4 separate regions of the Mus musculus genome follow, and regions 2, 3 and 4 are each linked to region 1. The links are chromatin contacts, called in public HiChIP or PLAC-seq maps. All regions are on one chromosome and are shown on one strand. The core of a region is the stretch at or near the end of the contact, and the rest is flanking DNA. Distances in the headings are between cores, read along the strand shown. Region 1 overlaps Nup210 (nucleoporin 210). Region 2 holds the start of Iqsec1 (IQ motif and Sec7 domain 1). Region 3 overlaps Wnt7a (wingless-type MMTV integration site family, member 7A). Region 4 overlaps Iqsec1 (IQ motif and Sec7 domain 1).

What was found. HiChIP or PLAC-seq counts read pairs in DNA pulled down with a chosen protein or histone mark.
Region 2: an H3K27ac HiChIP or PLAC-seq map of SST interneurons shows a contact between it and region 1, with 3 times the contacts expected there. The contact joins the promoter of Iqsec1 here to the enhancer-like site in region 1. A contact is called at or near these places in 2 of 39 promoter capture datasets (cranial neural crest and hippocampal neurons), 1 of 15 datasets of contacts at CTCF or cohesin (stem cell-derived epiblast-like cells), 41 of 484 Hi-C or Micro-C datasets (the AML12 cell line, CD4 T cells, the G1E-ER4 cell line and 29 more), 11 of 115 datasets of contacts at active chromatin or transcription factors (the NIH/3T3 cell line, SST interneurons, astrocytes and 8 more) and 2 of 9 other capture datasets (embryonic stem cells and liver).
Region 3: a contact with region 1 is called in a FOXA1 HiChIP or PLAC-seq map of pancreatic cancer cells. The contact joins two enhancer-like sites. A contact is called at or near these places in 1 of 15 datasets of contacts at CTCF or cohesin (the NIH/3T3 cell line) and 2 of 115 datasets of contacts at active chromatin or transcription factors (astrocytes and pancreatic cancer cells).
Region 4: an HNF4G HiChIP or PLAC-seq map of pancreatic cancer cells shows a contact between it and region 1. The contact joins two enhancer-like sites. A contact is called at or near these places in 1 of 15 datasets of contacts at CTCF or cohesin (the NIH/3T3 cell line), 4 of 115 datasets of contacts at active chromatin or transcription factors (acute myeloid leukemia, astrocytes, embryonic stem cells and 1 more) and 2 of 9 other capture datasets (adipose tissue and pancreatic islet).

The regions. Positions count from the first base shown.
Region 1 is chr6:91,074,956-91,079,603 of GRCm38.p6, reverse strand. Nup210 (nucleoporin 210) reads left to right here. Exons shown (of 40, transcript NM_018815.2): 7 at 2,888-3,046; 8 at 3,629-3,697. Among named protein-coding and RNA genes, the nearest start is that of Nup210, 40 kb to the left of the region's middle. Within about 2 kb of position 3,258, at least 99 of the 459 cell types and tissues checked have an H3K27ac peak or open chromatin away from gene starts, as enhancers often do. A contact at or near this core is called in the HL-1 cell line, SST interneurons, adipose-derived mesenchymal stem cells and 11 more, where this site is marked.
Region 2 is chr6:90,807,697-90,812,463 of GRCm38.p6, reverse strand. Iqsec1 (IQ motif and Sec7 domain 1) reads left to right here and starts at 2,341. Exons shown (of 14, transcript NM_001134384.1): 1 at 2,341-2,696. The coding sequence starts at 2,674.
Region 3 is chr6:91,387,918-91,392,222 of GRCm38.p6, reverse strand. All of the region lies in intron 3 of Wnt7a (wingless-type MMTV integration site family, member 7A), which reads left to right. Among named protein-coding and RNA genes, the nearest start is that of Gm30437, 21 kb to the left of the region's middle. Within about 2 kb of position 2,797, at least 16 of the 459 cell types and tissues checked have an H3K27ac peak or open chromatin away from gene starts, as enhancers often do. A contact at or near this core is called in pancreatic cancer cells, where this site is marked.
Region 4 is chr6:90,746,906-90,751,845 of GRCm38.p6, reverse strand. The region is part of intron 1 of Iqsec1 (IQ motif and Sec7 domain 1); the gene reads left to right. Among named protein-coding and RNA genes, the nearest start is that of Iqsec1, 61 kb to the left of the region's middle. Within about 2 kb of position 2,040, at least 76 of the 459 cell types and tissues checked have an H3K27ac peak or open chromatin away from gene starts, as enhancers often do. A contact at or near this core is called in pancreatic cancer cells, where this site is marked.

The sequences.
Region 1 (4,648 bases), core at 2,009-4,508:
TATGGGATTTCTGATACTAGAAGAGACTGAGGTTCTGTTGAACATTCTGACATTCTTTTCTCATAGTTCCATGCTGATGCTGGCTCCTGTCATGTCACTTACAATAGGAAGTTTTCTTGTATTTTAGGATCTGGTGTCTTGCTCTATTGCCCATGTTGGCCTTGATCCTGAGTCCCATTGAATGTCAGCCATCTCTTTGATGTATTACTCTTAGTGACTGCAGTGTGTCAAAAATGTCTCTTCTCATCGTGCCGCCTGGTCTCCACTGGGCCACTCACTTAGGTTCTGGAGTCTTCTGCTGTGCACTGTAACCCAAATCCGTACACTAGCTTGGAGGTGCTCTCAGGTTTGTCCATGCAGAGCCCAGGAACACCAGGCTGCTGCAGTTCTCCAGCATCACACCCTGTAGAGGATCCTCAAAAACAGTAGTCATGGTCTGCCACTCCTCAGGGGACATCTATGGCTTTGTCATTGTCCTGGCTAGTGTTTTTGTCAACTTGACAGACGCTTAGAGCCATCTGGGAAGAGAGACAATGCCACCAGACTGGTCTGTAGGCAAGTCTATAGAGCATTTTCTTGATTAATGATTATTTGGGAAGGCCCAGCCCTGTGGACAGAGCTATTCCTGAGCAGGTGGTCCTGGGTGGTATAAAAAGGCAGGCTGCGCAAGCCATGAGAAGCAAGCCAGCAGGCAGCATTTCTCCATGCTTTCTGTTCAGTTCCAGCCTCCATGTTCCTGCCTTGAGTTCCTGCCATGACTTTCTTATAATGGACTGTAAGCTATAAGTTAGCAGACTGGAGAAATGGCTTAGTAGTTAAAGGCACTGACTGCTTTTTCAGAGGACCCAGGTTTGATTTCCAGTTACCTATATGGTGGCTCACGACCATCTGTAACTCCATTTCCAGGCAATCTGACTACCTCTTCTGGCCTTCATGGACACCAGGCACTGCACTAGTGCACTGATACACATGCAGACACAACACCCAGACACATAAATTAAAAGAAAAGTTTAAAGCTGTAAGTTGAAATAAACCCTTTCCTCTCCTAGTTGCTTTTGGTCATGGTGTTTATCACAGCAATAGAAACCCTAGCTAAAACAGTCCTCAATTGACCTTTTCTATCCCAAAACGCAAGAATGGGCACACAGAAAGGAAGTGGATCTGAAAAAGTCCAAACCCAATAGTGCCAACACTTAGTCCTGTAGTTTAGCTCCAGCATCCCATACATGTGGTGATGGTGTGGCTGAGCTCCAGTGGATTTGGGCAGCCTTGTGCCTGTGGCTTTCCTATTTGTATCCCATGTTGCCTGTCTCTAGGGCTGGCTCTACTTGTTAGGGTTAGGACATGCTTGGGGGCAGGGTGCTGGTCTGCTCCTAACTAGCTATAAAACTGTATTGTAGTCTATGTTCTATGTTAGAGGAAATACTCAGAGCTGCTCCTTGATGTGACACATTCTAGAGATCCAAGAGCACCAGCTGTGTCTCAGCTCTGCCTTTTGTTTGCAGCTCCCTTGGCTGCTTTTCCTCAGGGCAGGTGGATCCTGATGTGGCATCATGTGCAGCAGGAGGTAAGAGAGGAAGCCGAGTTCACGAGCCAGGCCTGCTCTTTTATAACAACCCGCAGTTTCTAGTACTGGAGTTCTAGACCTGCTTTCATTCCTTTCAGGGCCGTGCCCTAGTGACCTAACCACTTTCCCCTAGGCCACATTGCTTTGTTTTTAATTTCTCAATCTTTTCAAAAATTACGTTTTTAAAATTCTGTATCTCTTTGTGAATATGTGCATGGGGGTGCAGGCGCCTGCAGTGGCTTAGGCATCAGTTCCTCTGAGCTGGAGTTGTGAGTTGCCTAAATGTGTGCTGAATATTGAACTCAGGTCCTCTGCACTCTTATTCCCTAAGCCACCTCTCCAGCCCCCAATCATCAGTCTTCCCGTGCTCTCTGTCGCGGTACGTGAGCATGGGGGTATGTGAGCATGGGGGTATGCCTGCCACTGGTCTGAGAGCAGCCTCAGGCCAGCTGACATGGAAGCCTCTGGGGATTCTCCTGTCTTCCATCATGCCATAGGAATGCTGGGATTGCAAACACATGCTACTGCTTTGTGTTGGTGCTGGGTTTTGAACACCCTTTGGACACCTTTGAACATCCTCATCCTTACCCAGCAAGTGCTTTACACACTGACCCATCCGTGACATGTTTTCTAGCATATGAAGTTTAGGTTCTTAAAGCAGTGGAAGTCATAGCAGACCATGAGCTAGCTTCTCACCTGACTTGCTCAGCCCTCTCTAAAGTGGGGATGCCAGTAGTCCTTGTTCCTAGGGTTGTTGAGAGATGAGATGAGGGAAATTGGTCATGAGATGCCTAAGCAAGACCAGAGCTCTTTCACCGCAGAGTCTGGTGTCGCTTTTCCTTTCTGGGAAATTGAACTCCTATCCAGCAGGTGTCTTCAAACAAAAGTACTGTGTTCTCTGCCCAGAGAGTGAAGATGGTGGGTTTCCCAGAACCTGTGATTTCCTGGGAATTGTTCTGTGACCTGGGCTCTTGTTGGGAAAGTCATTTTTACACAAATTTAGACCGAGGGGGGAGCACAGAGAGTGGTCAGGATTAGAATCATTCTTTGCGATGGTAAGCTGAGCATCCAAAAACCCATAGAAGACCATCAGGTCCAACTTTTTTGGTAATACAGTGAGAACCCCACTGGGCCCAGATGTAGAGAAGAGCTTGCTCACTTCGGGGGGGAGGGGGATGGTCAGGTGTTCACCACTGCTAGCATTCTTCAAGCTGCTGTCTTGACAGCAGGTCCCAAGAGTCAGGGCTGGAGACGGCCGTCTTGGTGTGCAGCATTTCACACTTTCATCTTACCTGCTTTTCTCATCTCTTTCTCATACAGAACTCTCAATGCCTTCTGATCAATATGAGCTGCAGCTCCAGAACAGCATCCCAGATCCTCAGGGAGACCCCGCCCGTCCTGTGGCCATCCTGACACAGGACACATCAAGAGTCACTGCCATGCAGATGGGACAGAGCAACCTGGTCCTGGGCCACAGGAATATCCTCCGCTCTGGCACCGTGTCGTGCTGACTGCTTTGAAGCCAAGTTGTTTTTCTCCCTTAAAGCCAGCCAGGACTAAAAATAGCACTGTTTCCCCATCTGTCTGAAAATCAGAAAGAGCCTAAATAGCAACCCGCTGAGTGGAATTGCTCACCTCTGTAGATGACTCACAGAGACTCCCAGAGCCAGGAGTCTGGCGGAGGCATACGTCACTCCAGGCCTCTGGAAGCTTCCCAGGAACCACAGTCCCTCCCCTCAGAGGGGGCCTGGCAGAAGCTGTGTGAGTACTGTGCGAACACTGGCACATAGGTTGTTGAAAACCCAAGATGGATTGTATGCCCTGGGGTCCCTGGTGTCCCTTGCAGAGACTCGGCTTTGTAGGGCAGATGGTACAGTAAGGGTCTTGACTCACCAACATCTTCGCTCTAAGATGTAGATCTTCGGCCTAATCTAGGGGTTCCTCACCCACTTCTTAGTTCATATGGTATCTGTGTGATGCTCAAACCGTGTGCATCAGGCAGAAAGCCCTGGCTGCTTTACCCTTTGTATCTTATGTTTTATACCTTAATTAAGAATTCAGGTATCCGTATGCAAGGAGCTTCTAGGCTCCCCAACAGCACCATCTATGTGGTTGAAGCCGGATACCTAGGTAAGTCTGGCCCCCTGGGGTTTCCTACACATTGATTGCCTGTGATTCCATCATTTGAGAGATCAAAGAGTAAAAGCAAGACCTGAGATTCAGCTCAGCAGTATATGTCTTAGCTCATATGAGAATAGTCAATCCCTTGGACCTGTCAGCAAAAGCAAACCCACCTAACTGCAGAGGTACAGTAGCTCTCACACTGACCACATCCTCCGCCATGCTCACGGCCATCAGTCCTCAGCCCTGGCAGCATGCAGACCTGAGTGCTGCTCTGCACCTGTCAAGGTTGGGGACCCTGTGCCTAGCTGGTCATCTTTAGGTTGATGTGAGAGTTGGCAGTACCTTGGCAGGGAAGAAGGAGGCATCAGAGAGAGGAGGGAACCACCTGTAGCAGTAAATGACCCTGAAGCCCAGGTGGATCTGGGAGCTGCAATGATAGCCAGCGCGGAGACCTTTGGGGCATGTGTGTCATGGGAGTCACCATGGTAGTGTTTTCTTTAGTCTGAGGCAGCTCACCTAAGGAGCTCACAGCCAGAGTTCAGTCTGGAGAGCAGTGGCCAGATGGGCAGCAGTACCCTTAATTAAGATCCTCTTGTCAGGGAGCTTGTGAACCTCTGGTGGTGCAGCACCCAGCTAACAGGCACCAACCCCCGTATGCCTCAAGGACCCTTTGTGTCTCGGCAGCATCCTTTGCCTGATTGGCCTGGGGTGAGACTTAGCTCCACAGTAGAGGTTGGTACAAACAGGTGGCAACAGTGTGGTAGGAGCAAACACCAGGGCAGAGGAAAGACTTCGGGAGGTTCATGGGAGGCAGGTGCTGTGTCAGACTGATTTTCTGTGGTGGGAAGGGCACCTGGCAGAGTTAACAGCTTAGTTGGAGCTATGGAGATGAGAAAGCAAACAACCTTGTGGGAATAGAAGTAGCTAGTGTTGCATTGTGTGTGGGGGATGTGGGGT
Region 2 (4,767 bases), core at 1,092-3,591, 270 kb after region 1:
TGTTTGGGAGACTGGTACAGGTAAAAGGGTACAGACCCTAGAGCTCCACAGTTAGTCCTGTGTCCGCCTAAAAGGGGGATGGGCTGCTGTCCCCGTGAAGAATGCCCAGTGCTGAGATGCATGGCTGCCTGCCTGGAAAGACTGAGACTGGCATATCTCCTTGTCATGTGCCAGCAGCCTTCTCTCCCTCTTCCCAAATGTTGTTATGCTCCTGCCTAGGGGACAGATGGCCACAGGTTGGAAGACAGAGACACTCTGCCTGAATATCCCTATCAGCCTGCAGGTTGGAATTTTCCAGTCTATGAGGCAAAGTCCTAGATAGGAAATTTCTGGAACCAGCCCTGGAGGCGTTTGCTTCTCCTAGACTGTAGGGATGAGATGGGGACATGGGTCCAGAAACTGGCTATGAAATGCTCTATGTCAGCCTCAGCCTGAACATGTAGATTGTTGGGTGGTCCTGTCTTACAATTCTACCCAGGGGCAGGCAGTCATGCAAGGCTGACTACCACTCACTCACACCTCAGGCATCTGGTCACAGTTGAAGTGGACAGGTGCAGTCTGCCACACCATTTCTGTGACTCTGAAACCTTGTGTGTTCACATCTTCAAAGTTGAACCAAGCAGTCTGACTCTCACTTGGTGATAGCATGCTCCTGTACTTTCTGTTGCTTCCTGAAACTCAGGAACTTCTGGGGTCTCAAGTTAAGAGACCAGCTGGAATGTCAACATTATGGAGTTTCCTTTATCTGACTGGTGCCAGGCAAAGAACATCAGGTGTGAGAACAACTGTGTGCTGCACTCAATGCTTTGTCAAAGCCTGAAAGCTTTGGCAGCTGTTTTTGAGTGTGGAGGTCTTTATCACTCACTCTTCTTTAAAATACAGCAGGATCAAGATGTGTGTGCCTCTCTGGAAGAGCAGCCAGAAAAGAGACAGGCATACAATGGATGTCATGGGTCCAAAAGGAGGACAAGAAGCAGCCCAGGATGGGGCCTTTAGAGCAGAGTGCACACAGGGTGGACAGTTCTCAATCACAGCTTCAGTTTACTCGTCTGTGATATGAGAGTGGGAAAAGCAGCTCCTCTTTAAGAAGTTTGAAAGCACAAGCACACAGGTGGGGGTGTTAGTACCCACACCCCCCCAGGGTGCCTTTATGAGCAGCTGTGGTTAATGACACACATTTCTGGAAGGACCTCTTCTGATGCTGTGGTGGTATCCTGATCTTGATAAAATACAGAGCAACTCAATCAAGGAGAGAGAGTGGACCAGTTTACCATGTGCTAAGCCTACATAAATCTGAATTATTCCTATGACAGCATTCTTCTGGGGAGGGGGGCTCTCATGGAAAGACTGGCCATTCCTAGAGCCCCCTGTATTTTGGCTACCCAGCTGCTTCAGCAGTTTCTACGCTGCATACAAGGACACTTCGCCAGATGAATGAGTTCCTCCTCATCTGGCCTCTGTCCCTCTTTGCTGTGTAACCTTCCATAAGTTTTTCATTGCCTCTGAGATCCATTTTCTCTGTAATAAAAGAACAGAACTCAAGAGTGAAGCCTCCCTCTTCCCCCAACTTCAGTGGGTCTGAGAAGCTAAAAGAATGGAACAAAGAAAATAGCCTGGCAACTGCCACCCTCATCCAGAGGGTTCACACTCTCACTACCTTCCCTGGAGGCAGCTTTGCAAGTGAAGACTCAGGCCAAAGTGCTGGCTGGGCCACCCTGTGTCTGTTAGTCCTAAATGAATGAGGACCCCCTCCACCTACCCCACCCCCCCACCCTCGTGCCTCCTCAGGATTTGATGTGTGCATAACAAGCTATGTCAGTTACTGTATGTGGTCAGCCCTCCTGAACCAGTTACACAACTGTCATGATCCCATTTTACAGTATCACATCTGAAATTCCCAGGAGACACTCTGCTTGCTGAAGTCTCATGGCCCCTAACTCCAGGACACAAGATCTCCTGAGTTCTTAGTTTAGTGGCTCCTATGTTTCCATGCCAGGGACGGGAAAGCTGCCCTGGAAAGCAATGCCATCATTACATTCTTCGGGCTGCGAGTGCATTTTAGCAACAGATTTCCAGGTTTCCAGTGAGGGCCAGAAGGAGCCACCTCATTGGTCTCAGCGCCAGGGCTCTTGGTTTTGCAGCCGCACCCACAGGGCGGCCCTGTTTGATGCTGCAGTTGCCATGGCAACGAGCACTTTGGCGATTGGTCCAGCGAGGCCGCACTACGTTGCTCCTGGAAGGAGGGGGCGCTCCTGCACTCCTGTCCCTCCTCCGGATGCTGCGAGAGCAAACCGGCACAGACACCCCCCTCCTCCAGCCCTCCCCTCCTCATCCCAGCGCACTGCCACCCCGGATGTGCGGGAGGGAAAATTCCCAAGGAAGTCCCAGGTAGCAGCGAGGCAGACGCCCCCGCCCAACCTGGCGACCATGGTGACTCGACGTCTTCCCAGGCTTCTGGGCACAGTGTAAACCCTGCGTAGGAGGACCTGTTTGGAGCCCCCTGCCACATTACATCCAGCATATCTAGATGAACCTGCCAGTCCTGGGAAAGTGACTGCCCTTGGCTTTCATTTTCTTCCTTTCCACCTCGCTTGAGCATCCTGTTCCTCCTCTGAACCACCTTGAGCCTCCTCAGCCCAGGCAGGAGAGAGAAGGAAATCAGACTTGGGCAGGATGGCTTGCCGAAGACGCTATTTGTGAGTATGCAAGACAAGTTTATCCTAAAGCCTGAGGCAGAAAGGACCACTACTCATGTTGAAGTGAGGGGCTTGGTGGAGGTGGGGTGGCTGCTCTGCAGGTGGCGTCCAGGGGGAGCAAGCTTTCGTCCAATGTTTGTACCCCTGCGGCAAAGGCAGTGTTGTTGATGATGAGGGGGAAAAGAATCTTAGTCAGCAAGTCTTCCTTGAGCTGTGAAAGTCCCCTACTGAAGCAGGCACCCTCCTCCTAATCCACATCCACAAATGAGGGTCCCAGACTCATGGCCGTGGTCTAGGCTTTTGTCAGTGCCCTTGACAGACCTATTTAGGGAAAGCTTTGATACTCAGCAAGCCCATGGCTTGCACCCAAGCCAGGTGGAAGGCCAGCAGCAGGCTGAGATAGTGGCAGGAGATGGCCTTCTCCATAGACAGGTGAAGGTGGCAGCAGTGTCCAGCTGTCAAGCACAGGTGTAATGTGCCGGTACTGAGCACCCGTCTGCTGGGCCTGATGCCAGCAGCGGAGGTGGTGAAAGTCGGGCTTAGGGTGGTGACATCACGGGACTGGGTATTTATGGAAGCAAAGCTGTGCTTAGTGAAGCCAGGCTTCCCAGGGGGCAGTGGGATTCAAATGCCAGCTTCCTTCTAGGCTCTCTGGGGGCTCTGCTGGTGCTGTTCTGGGAAGAGAAACCTTTGCCCTATGTGGGCACTCTAGGCCCTGGGGACTGAATGAGACTTGGGTCTGGTCTCAGTCTGCCCTAGTACTACCTGCTCAGTGCTTGGAAGCTGATAGAGACAGTTTGGTAATCTTGGACCTTTCAAGGTTTAAAAGCAAGGCATGACGTTCTTGAATTGGGATCAGCCACCAGGACTAGGAGAGGAGGCTTGCAACAGTTTTTAGGAGGTCATCTGGGAAATTCAAACTCTCTTCAGACTGGCTTTGAACTCCAAGAGGCCCCCAAGCCCCATCAAGGGCCCTCTGAGCCCTCCTTAGGCCTTGCCTCCTCCCCTCCTGAGAGGGGCGGATCCCATGCTAATGAGCCTGAAGGAAAGTAAACCTTGCCTGTAGCTGCATAATCAGGCTGGGCCCCTGCAGGAGGCTCTGGAAAAGCTTGTGAGTTCTTTGGTGTTTGAGGGGACCACACAGGGTCCTTGCTCTCCGTGGCAAGACCAGAAATAGTAGCGCTCTTCCTAGCATGGAACTTCATCTCACCTTCTCACCTTCGGGGAAGGTACTTTCCTGGCAGCAGCCTCCTTCCTCCTGCCACTCCTTCAATGGCACAGGAGCCTTTAGTGTCAAAAAAAAAAACTGACAACTTGCAGAGGCCACTGCAAGTTGCTGTGGAGGGAAGATGTCATTAGCATGAAATGTGACAGTTCTCACAGAGAGCAGCTGGCCCCTGGGCCTGTTTCCAAAGCTAGGGAACACCTTCTGAAAGATTTTGCCTGGACAGGAATGAAGACAACCCCTGCCCCCATTTTAAAATGGGGAAACGGAGACTGGACAAATCACCTCTGAAAACCTGGTGTGCACTGGCCTAGATGTTGGACTTTTCATGGAAAACATCTTGCCAGGAGCGCTGCTTAGAGTCCTTTATGCTTCCAAGGTTCATTCAACCTGTCGAGGGCCAGAGGCTTACATCTGAACACAGCCTTAGGCAGCCCTGTTGGCAGCACCTATATGGTCCCCCCACCTCCTTTCCTTGAAGGTCTCTCTACTCTTAACTCTTGGGGCTCTGTAGGCTGAGCTATCCCCCCCCCCTCCCGTATTCTGTTGGTATCAACCATCACAATCAAATTGGCTGGGGAAGTCTGGAAGACAGCTCAGAGGGTTTGGAGCCAAGCAGGCCTTGCTGATTTACCTACTAGCAGTTAGCAGCCTATGTTTGTTCTCTATCATAGTTCACTTGACCAGGGCAGGGCTCAGCCCAGCCAAGGGATCTCTCAGTAACTACTGCTCTAGACTTCTGATTCTCCAGGCCAGCCGTGTGGAAGGGGGCTGATGGCTGTCAGCTCAGAGCAGTCTTGGCTAGTCACGTGTTTTCTCATATCCTGTGGCTTGGTTCTGCCTCCC
Region 3 (4,305 bases), core at 1,548-4,047, 310 kb before region 1:
TGTGTTCCCTAGCTTTCTCACTCAGGACAGACTGGAGTACTCCTTACAGCTGCACCCCAGACCCTGGAGATGGCAGTGCTGCACGCGGGACATTGATCAGGGCCTATGGCAGCTCGGTGGATGTACTTTGGCCCCAAAGCAGAGAAGGGTAGAGGTCATAGAAATGGACTGTGGAGACAGCAAGGTCCAGGTAGACATTGGGTATGGATGGAGCTCAGGCTGGGCCTGCCTGAGGTTTGGGGGCACAGAAAGGGAGATTCTCCACACTTGCTGGTGAGAACCTGTCTTAGTCACTGTTCGGTTGCTCTGAAGAGACACCACAGCCAAGGCAACAGTTATGAAAGAAAGTATTTAATTAGGGCTGGCTTATGTTTTCAGAGGTGTAGTCTCTTATCCTCATGATGCTGGAACAGTAGTTGAGAGCTACATTGTGATATATATATATATATATATATATATATATATATATATATATCACATATATATATATGGAGAGAGAGAGACAGACAGACAGAGACAGACAGAGACAGAGACAAACAGAGAGATAAAGAGACAGGGAGACAGACACAGAAAAGGAGTATGAGGGGGAGAGAGAGAAGAGAGAAAGAAAGAAAGAGAGGAGAGAGAGAGAGAGGGAGAGAGAGAGAGAGGGAGAGAGAGAGAGAGAGAGAGAGAGAGAGAGAGAGAGAGAGAGAGAGAAACTGGGCCTGGTATGGGCTTTTGAAACCTCAAAGCCCACCTACAATGACTCCAACAAGGCCACACCCCCTAATCCTTCTAATCCTTTCAAATACTGCTACTTCCTGATGACTAAGCCTTCAAATATGTGAGCCTATGGGGCCACTCTCACTCAAATCACCACAGCACCCTTGGGGGCTGTTTATCTAGGGACCATTTTCTATCTTGAGTGTGAGGGTTAGTTGGGGACCCTGTCCAACTATAAAGCAAACCCCTTCTCAGGACCCACCAGGCTGCACTGGACTCTCTGTATAGCTGGTGGGGAAAGGCCTATAGCAGTTGAGCAGAGATGGATAGTGAGGCTTAGGAAGGATCACAGTCTTGTTGATCACTCAATGCCTCACAGAGACAAGACTCAACCTGAGCACAGGCTCTGGGGCTCATCAGCAGTCAGTGTGAGAGAAAGGTGGGCCAGGAGAGCCAGGAGAAAGGCCACAAATACCTTCTGCAGGCCCCTGAGGGTCCATTGAGACAGGAGTACCCTGTGTACCCTGTAAAGGGAAGGGACCAGTGTGATGCTTCAGGGGACTCCAAAACCAGGCTATGGCAGCCAGGGCATGGTGGCCGATGTGCTTCAGCATCTGCCATGGTGGGGGTCGTTACAAAAAGGCAGGCCAGAGATTGTAGGTGCCTCTGGGGAAGATGACTGGCAACTGAAGTCTCTCCTGTTGTTTTTTTTTGGGGGGGGGCACATTATTTCTAGACTGATGTCACAGGCCACTCCACTCAGGTTGGTAGAATACTAAGCTCACTCATTCTGGTTGGTGGTTCAAGTCACAGGACACTGGAGGCAAAGAGACATTTGGAGCATGGTCATAGTAACCCTTGTGTTGTTGAATGATCTCTTTCCTGTCCCTTGGGTGGCAGGGAGAGAACTAACTACTCCATGGTCCGTGTCCTCAAGGTACTCAAGTTAGCATGAGGGCCACACGTCTGGCGTTGTAGGAGAACCGTGGCTCTGACACAGCAGCAGTGCAGTTTCCTACAAGAGATGGCTGAGAGAAGAGAGGCATCTTTAGCTGGGCCTTGATGGATAAGCAGGGGCACCCCAGGAAGAAGGCAGTCAGCATAAGTAGGCCTGGGATTCAGAGGTGCAATGTCAGCATTCATAATGCCCTGCACTCAATAAAAAAACTTAAAAAAAAAAAGAGGGGAGGGGGGTTGTTAAATCCTAAAAGAGTAGTAGGGGCTCCCTGTCTGAAGCTGGTAAAAGGTGGTGAGGTTGCTGAGAATGCTGGAGTCAAATGCAAGCCTTATGTGTCAGGAGTAGTCAGAGGCAGCTTAATGGGGTAAGTTTTGGGTGGGTCCCTCTCCCTCCCTGGTAGAGGGAGGTGAAAGGTCTTAGAGGTAGCAGGTGTAGACTCCCAGGAGTTTGGGAAGTATAATAAGCAGCCTTTGGGCTAAGCTCGGGGGTGTGCCCCTCACTGGGTTAGGCAGAGGAGACAGGTCTTAGAGAGCATAGTGGGGTTCTCCTGGAGGTTGGGGGTGGTGAAGGCTAGTGTTCTGGTACCTTGGAGCAGGCCCAGGAACCATGGAGGGAGAGAAGAGCAGGAACTGCTTAGGACACTAGGCCTCTGGGGGGGTGGGGGTGGGTTCAGGGAAGTAGGGGTAAAACAGAGGGCAGGAGGGCTTTGGGGAGGGAGGGGCTGGCAGGAATGTGTTCAGAACAGGGACAACCTGGGACCCCACTGGACTGCATAGGAAACATTCCCTGTTCCTCATGTTAAGGTGGCTTCTGCTATCTCTTGGCTTGGTGACGGTATCTCCAAGTCCCCAGGACGACATTGTACCTTTCTGTTGGCTGTGGAGGCCTTGCTATACCTGCAGGGTAAAGTGTGCTAGGTGCTCTGGAGGGTCCTAAGGAAGGACGTGCTGTCAGCAGCCCCTGTCTACAGTGAGGAGTGAGACCAGACTGGACAGACAGGCAGCCTGAGGACAGGGCCCCCCCGGGATAGGCCAGCTCTGCTGGAATGTGACTAGCTTCAGGGAGGTGAGCTAAGGGGGATGGAATTCCACCTGAGCATGGAGTCACCTCTTGCTCACAAGGGGTGTTGGTCTTGTCCCTTCCTGCCCTGCCCTGTCTGGTCTGGGTGCTCCTGGGGGCTGGCTTTCTATTCTGGGCATGGCTCTAGGGCGGCCAGCATATGGGGGACAACAGGGACCCAGCCCCAGGCAGTGAGGGCGAGGCCCAGATAAGACTAGCTCCACTTAGTGGCTGCCCAAGCCACTTACATACTTGACTAGAGAGAGTGGACAGTGTGGCATGTCAAGGGCCCCCAAGAGGCCAGGCCCCACCTTCCCGGAAGCCAGCCAGCAGTCCTCAGGCTACTGGGCTTGCAAGCCCTGCCCCACATCTAGGGTGGATGTGGGGCTCACCTTCAAAATTCGGAAAAGCCTGCATCCTGGGCTCAAAGGACCAGGAGGGTTTGGGGCTTCAGAAGCGTTTCTAGGTCTGACATGTCAGGTAGGAAAAGATGCAAACCTCTCAGGAGTCTTGCCTTCTCCAGCTCATTAACCCTAGTCCTGAACTCCTGAGACAACCATCATGCTCCCACCCAGGGATTTTGTACACGCTGTCCATGAGGGTGAAGTTTAGCCTTTTCTCAGGAGGACTTCTCTCCCCAGTGTCCACCTAGCCTCAGTGTACCACGCTGCTTTTATCTTCCCACCATTTGAGCACACTCTCTTTGCACAGCCCTTTGAGTCTTTATTGCTCATTAGCTCCCACTACAAGGTCAGCAGCATGAGGGTCAGGACAGCTGAATCCCCTATGCCTAGAATGGTACCCGGCACACAGTAGGGCTCAAGAAAGGTGTGGAGAGGGCATGGATGAATGGCAAGTGTCTGCTCTTCCCTGGGTGGAGTAGGATGCCAGGTGTAACTTGAGATTCCCAGTTAAATTTGGCTTCAAGATAAGTAAGAAATCAGTTTTATTTATGTGTGTCCCAAATATTTTATGGGACACCTACTTAAACATCTTTGTTTATGTCAAATTCAAATTTAACCGTTTAGCGTATTCTGAATCAAGCTTATGCTGTGCTGACTATGGACTCACATGCAGTTGAAAGAACACCGAGACCCCAAGGACCCCCAGGGACCCCAGGGATCTGTAGTCCAGCTCCCTCACAGTGACAGCCTGTAGAACTGTAGGACGCTGTCACCCCGGGACACTGACATTGATACTACAGAGATACAGAAACATGAGGACCTCGTGACACCCTCTCTTCCTCGGGGCCACACACCACTAACCCACTCCCTATGCTTATAACTGTGTCCTGTTAGAAGGTTGCATAAACCGAGTGGTGATGTGTGCAGCCTATAGAATCCCTTCTTGCTCGATGTAATCGCCTAGACTCATTCAAGTTGCTGTGTGCTACAACAGTTCTTTCCTCTCGGCAGCCACGCAACAGTCCACAGCTCGGAGGCAGCACACTTGGCTTAGCTATCCCCCTGCTGAAGGACAACTGGGTTGTTGGCAGGCTTGGGCCATTGTAGATAAAGCTGCAGTGAATGTGTGTGTACAGATTTTTTTCTACAGATGTAAGTGTAGTTCTCCGTGCTAAATGC
Region 4 (4,940 bases), core at 791-3,290, 330 kb after region 1:
TGCTGTGGCGGGGTGGGGCTGAGGAGATGGGGAAACAGCTACTCACTCACTTCCCCTATCAGCCCCTGTGTGGAGCGGGGAGAGGCCTGCCTCCCTAATCACCTCATGTCCTGTCAGTGGTCACCCCACCCATACCCCAGTACACAAGGGGAAACTGAGGCAATAACCTCAGTGTGCTTCATTCTCCTGTCATCACACAGGAAAGGCTGTTGGTAGGACGTCTACTGCTCTGTGGTCTACTGCCTCACTATGCAATCTACAAAGTCACTGAACTACTCTGGATCTAAGGTTAGCATTTGCAAAACTGAACTGTGGTTTCTTTCCAGAGCAGAAAAGGAGGCTCATGGAAAGACTCTGGCCCAGTGCCTGGGCCTTTAAGCACTTGGAATTTCTCTCTTTGGGTGGTAGACTCCAAGGGTCACACCCTCCGTGCTTCAGAATGGGAGATAGCGTAGATCCTAGAAAGCTGGCCCCAGATTCTCTTCTGCTCCGAGCAAATTGAGTGACCTTGGTTAACTTATCTGGAAAAAAAAATGGCTTAATAACCATCCTGGCATAGGTGAGAAAAGTTAACCAATGCCTGGCCCAGATGGATTTGCCTGCCTGTCAGGGTGGGTACCTAAGCATCTTCCTCACCACCACCTTCCTGTTCCATGAGCTCAGCTGAGTGAGTTGTTATCTGGCCAACAGTGTACCTAGCGAATATCTCCTAAGTGCCCTCTGTGTGTTTGGCCCAGAGTAGAGGTGGTGGTGGTGGAGGGGGCAAGGGTAGTGGAACGCCTTCCTCTTGGAATATCTGGGGCTCAGGAAATGGACCACAGAGTGAAATGTGGCTGTGTGGTTTTGAATGACTTCTTGGGTGGTCACAGGGGACCTGAGTCCAAGATCAAGGAAGCCACTGGATGAAGGACCAGCTGGGGATTCGGGTTCTAAGGACAGAGGGACTGGGAACTTCCAGCAGTATCCCCAAAAAGGAGGGTGTCTGGTTGGGCACAGAATCTGGAGCCACTCCACTGTTGGATAGTGCTCACCTTGTTCCCTCAGCACAGACTGGAAGAGGACCACACTCTAGCTACAGTGATAGGGAGGTAACCTGGCTGGCCCTGGAGTCCCAGACTAAAGGTGAAGGGGACAGCAAAGAGCTGTACTGGGGAGGGTGGGGAGAGGTTGGGGGGGTAGTGGAGATCAGACTCGTTCAGTCATCACGTAAAGCAGAGTTTTTCAACATGTGTCAGGACCCCTTGAGGGTTGAATGATCCTTTTATAGGGGTCACCTAAGATCATCAGAAAACACAGATATTTACATGATGATTCATAACAGTATCAAAATTATAATTATGAAGTAGCAATGAAAATTGTTTTATAGTTGGAGTTACCACAACATGAGGAACTGTATGAAACGGTCTCAGCATTAGGTTGAGAAACATCATGTTAGATAGAGGTCCTGTGAGAGTGTTTGAGGGGGAGTGGGGCAAGCTGGGTACTTAAAACAAGCAGAACATGATAAGCTCCAGGCCAAAGGGATGAGGTAAGGGGTGGGACCCAGAACACAGAGAGGCGGGTCAGCTCAGCCTCAGCTTTAATCCTGTTGCTTCATCTGCTTTCAGAGACATGGCAGAGATAAGGGTGAACTCCACCCACTGGGTCACTAGGGAGAAGTGAAGGGTAGGGGCAGGGCAGGGCAGGGTTAAGGGGCCTCTAGAAAGAATGTGGAAAACCTGGAATTGGGTTTTGTTTTCATATTTTATTTTTATTTTTATTTTTATTTTTTACAGTGCTGAAAGTAGAACCCAGGGCCCTAGGCATGGTAGGTAAGCACTACCACTGGCCACATGACCTCACATTCCTGTCGTTCCTTTTGTCCTCCCTGTACTACCAGGCCTGGCTCTTTTCTCTTCTCTTCCTGTCTCCATTTTCCTCTACCTTCTTTTCTGGGCTCAAGCCATGCTTTTCTCTTAGCCTTGTCCATAGCTAGGACAGGCCAGAGCTATCAAGGACTGTTGGATGTGCATCTAGCTCTCATCTGTATAAGGACTAGTCCAGCCACAGCTTCACTGGAGTCTCGGGCGTTGATGACTCACCAAATGCTTTGGAAGTTGAGGGAGGAAAATTACTTTGGGTTTGAGGCCAAGCTGCAAAAAATTGCCTCATTGATTTCTCACGACAAATCCTGAAAGCATGGGTGCAAATCTCATCTCTTTATTGGCATCTGGTTTTGGTTTTGGTTTTGGTTTTGTCTTTTCAGCAGTGGGGATTAAATTGAGGGCCTCATGTATCATAGGTTAGTGCTCTACCACTGAGCACCATGCTCAGCTATCTCTTTTTGCTTTTTGAGACAGGATCTCACTAACTTATTCAGACTGGCCTCGAATACTTTCTATAGCCCAGTCTAGTCTTGGGCTTGGTGATTCTTCAGTTCTCAAGTGGCTGGACTCTAGGCCCACACTGCCAGTACTGGCTTTAACTTTGTTTTGCAGCTGGGGAAACTGAGGCAGCCAGGTGTGTTGCCAGAATTCTTTTCTGAATTCTGGGAAGTAGCAGCATCAGAATTGGAATCCAGAACTTACCTTTCCTTTGAGGTTGAGGGTGTGTATCCCAAACACTGACTTAAAAGAGACTTCAGTATTTCATATCAAGCTGAGCTCATTGTTTCCATGCCTTCCTTCTGGCTGCAGCTGATAGCCTTACCTCTCCCTCATCTGCAAGATCATCTGAGAGCTAGTCCCTACCAGACCCAGAGCTGCTATCCATCTGGTCTGCCTGGAAGATGGCCCTTTGCTAGCAGCTCCCAGCCTTCTTCAGAGTGGTCAGTGTCCCCTGCAAGCTCAGTAAGTCAGAAATATGGGTATGATGACACACCCTCATATCCCTCACCTCTTCTAGCCTCTTCTCATGCACACAGCTGTGAACTGGAAGGGTATCTACCATTTCAGGGAAGACCAGAGGAAGACAAATCTTTGGAAGAGTGACTGTAGGCAGGGTCTCCAGCCTCTTCATTTCTGTTTCTTCATTTCTTTGAGATGGACAAAGATTCCCATTAGGACACACACTGTGTCATTTACTTGGAAGGCTCCAGGAAAAGTTGGCCATGAGGCTACTGCCCATCAGAAATTCATCTGTATGTCGGCTGGAGCTAGACTCAGAGAACAATCCCAGCATCTTCCCCAGTTCCCTCCCTCTGACCATGTGGGTCTATGGTTTATTTGAAAACTTTTGAGTTCCCTGGGATTGTGGAGACTGCTCTTGGCCCAAAGCAGAGCCCATGCTTCAGGGTCTCAGCTCTACAAACAGGTACCCTGGTATAGGCACCACAGGAAGTCAGTGGTGAATTCTCAAGTGCTAACTGTTGCTATGTAACAAGCTGTATGGTGCTATGGCTTGAAATAGCAGTGGTCTGTGATGTGGGGTCTGTGGGTTAGGGGATCTGCCAGTTTCTGCTGGTCTCCCAGGGAGGCCAGATAGATTAGAAGGCAAGAGGCAGCCCAACAAACATGGCCAGAGATAGTATCTTTTAGCAGAGCCTCTTGGATCCCTTACTGCACCTCAACTCTTGAGAGGAAAGAAGAATCTCTGCCATAAAAGGACTTGTAGAGCTAGGTCCTGGGGTGAGTTCCCAGAACATCAGCCACAGGTCAAGGAGGCAGGTGGAAACCATCCACCGGACCAAAACTGAGAGTCTTGCTTAGGAGTGTGAAGTGGAACCCACGGTGGCTAGGATTAGGATGGGGAGGGGAACGACAACAGGCAGAGAGTGGAACGCCTTGGGGCTGGAAGACAGTCCATAAAGGAATCCTTTGCTTCTGGGTGAGGGAAGGTGAAATAGGGTGGAATGTACCCTATGATTCTCCTCCCCAACGTGTGTTGGGGGGGGTACTTTTTGTGGTACTGGAGTCATGGGCATGCCCAGTAAGTGCTCTGCCATTGAGATACACCCTGGGCTTAGTGCTTAGGGTTTCAACATAGGAGTATGGAGCAGTTTGTGGTTGCTGGGGGTGCTAGTCATTTTGTTTTACTCAAACCTTTCTCCTATCTTCTGGTCTTGCAACTAAGTCTAGGCCATCTCAGAATTTTTTCCTTGTCAACTTCCACATGGACTCTCAGTGGCAGATGAGCCTCTTCACACTGTGCCCCCCTCTCCCACCCTGTGTGTTCTCCTAAAGGCATGCAAGCCTCTGTCTTCTGAATCTACATTCATAGGGCACTATGCAGAGAGGTATGTGCCACAAGCTCCCAGACCTAGCCCAGGGGTCCATTATGACTAGAACTTCTTCCACATTCTATACCTTGGCCCCACCTCAGGTTGTTGGACAGGCCAGCTCCCACCATGGGGAGATACGGATGCTAGGAGGGGGATCTGTGGCCATAGTTTGCTGTTGTGGGATACCTTTCAGTAGGGTGCTGCTGGAGCCTTGTATCACACAGACTCTGCAAGTTTTGCTCACAAAACTAAATGTTATCCTGGTGAGATTACACTTCAGTCACTCAAACCTTAGCATGTCTGTTCTGTGTGCTACTCCACTCAGCAGCATTGGATGCCCAGCAAGGTGTGTCAGTGCCAGGTGCTGCGGCTTCTGCTGGGAGGAGGGGAACCCCAGGTCCCCAGCAGGATGGGTAGAGCATCTTAAGAGCCACTCACCTCTAGGGCAGCTTCACTCTTCAGTTTCTTCAGTGCAACTGCTGAGGCTATTAGTCAATAGTCCTACGTTGATACTTATATAAGATCAAATTAAAACCTCCATTTCTGCGTCACATGATGAGAGCTCGGTGGCCACATGCTAAGAAATAGAAGGAGAAAAAAGGCTTGGCACTGACTGTCAGCCCTGTCCTTGGTCTGCATGCCTTCATCACCACCCAGGCCCTGTGCTGGCCACTTAACCTCCAAAGTGACTACCTGGGCTGAGCACTGACTGAAGGGGCTCTCTGTGGGGGTTAAGTTGGCT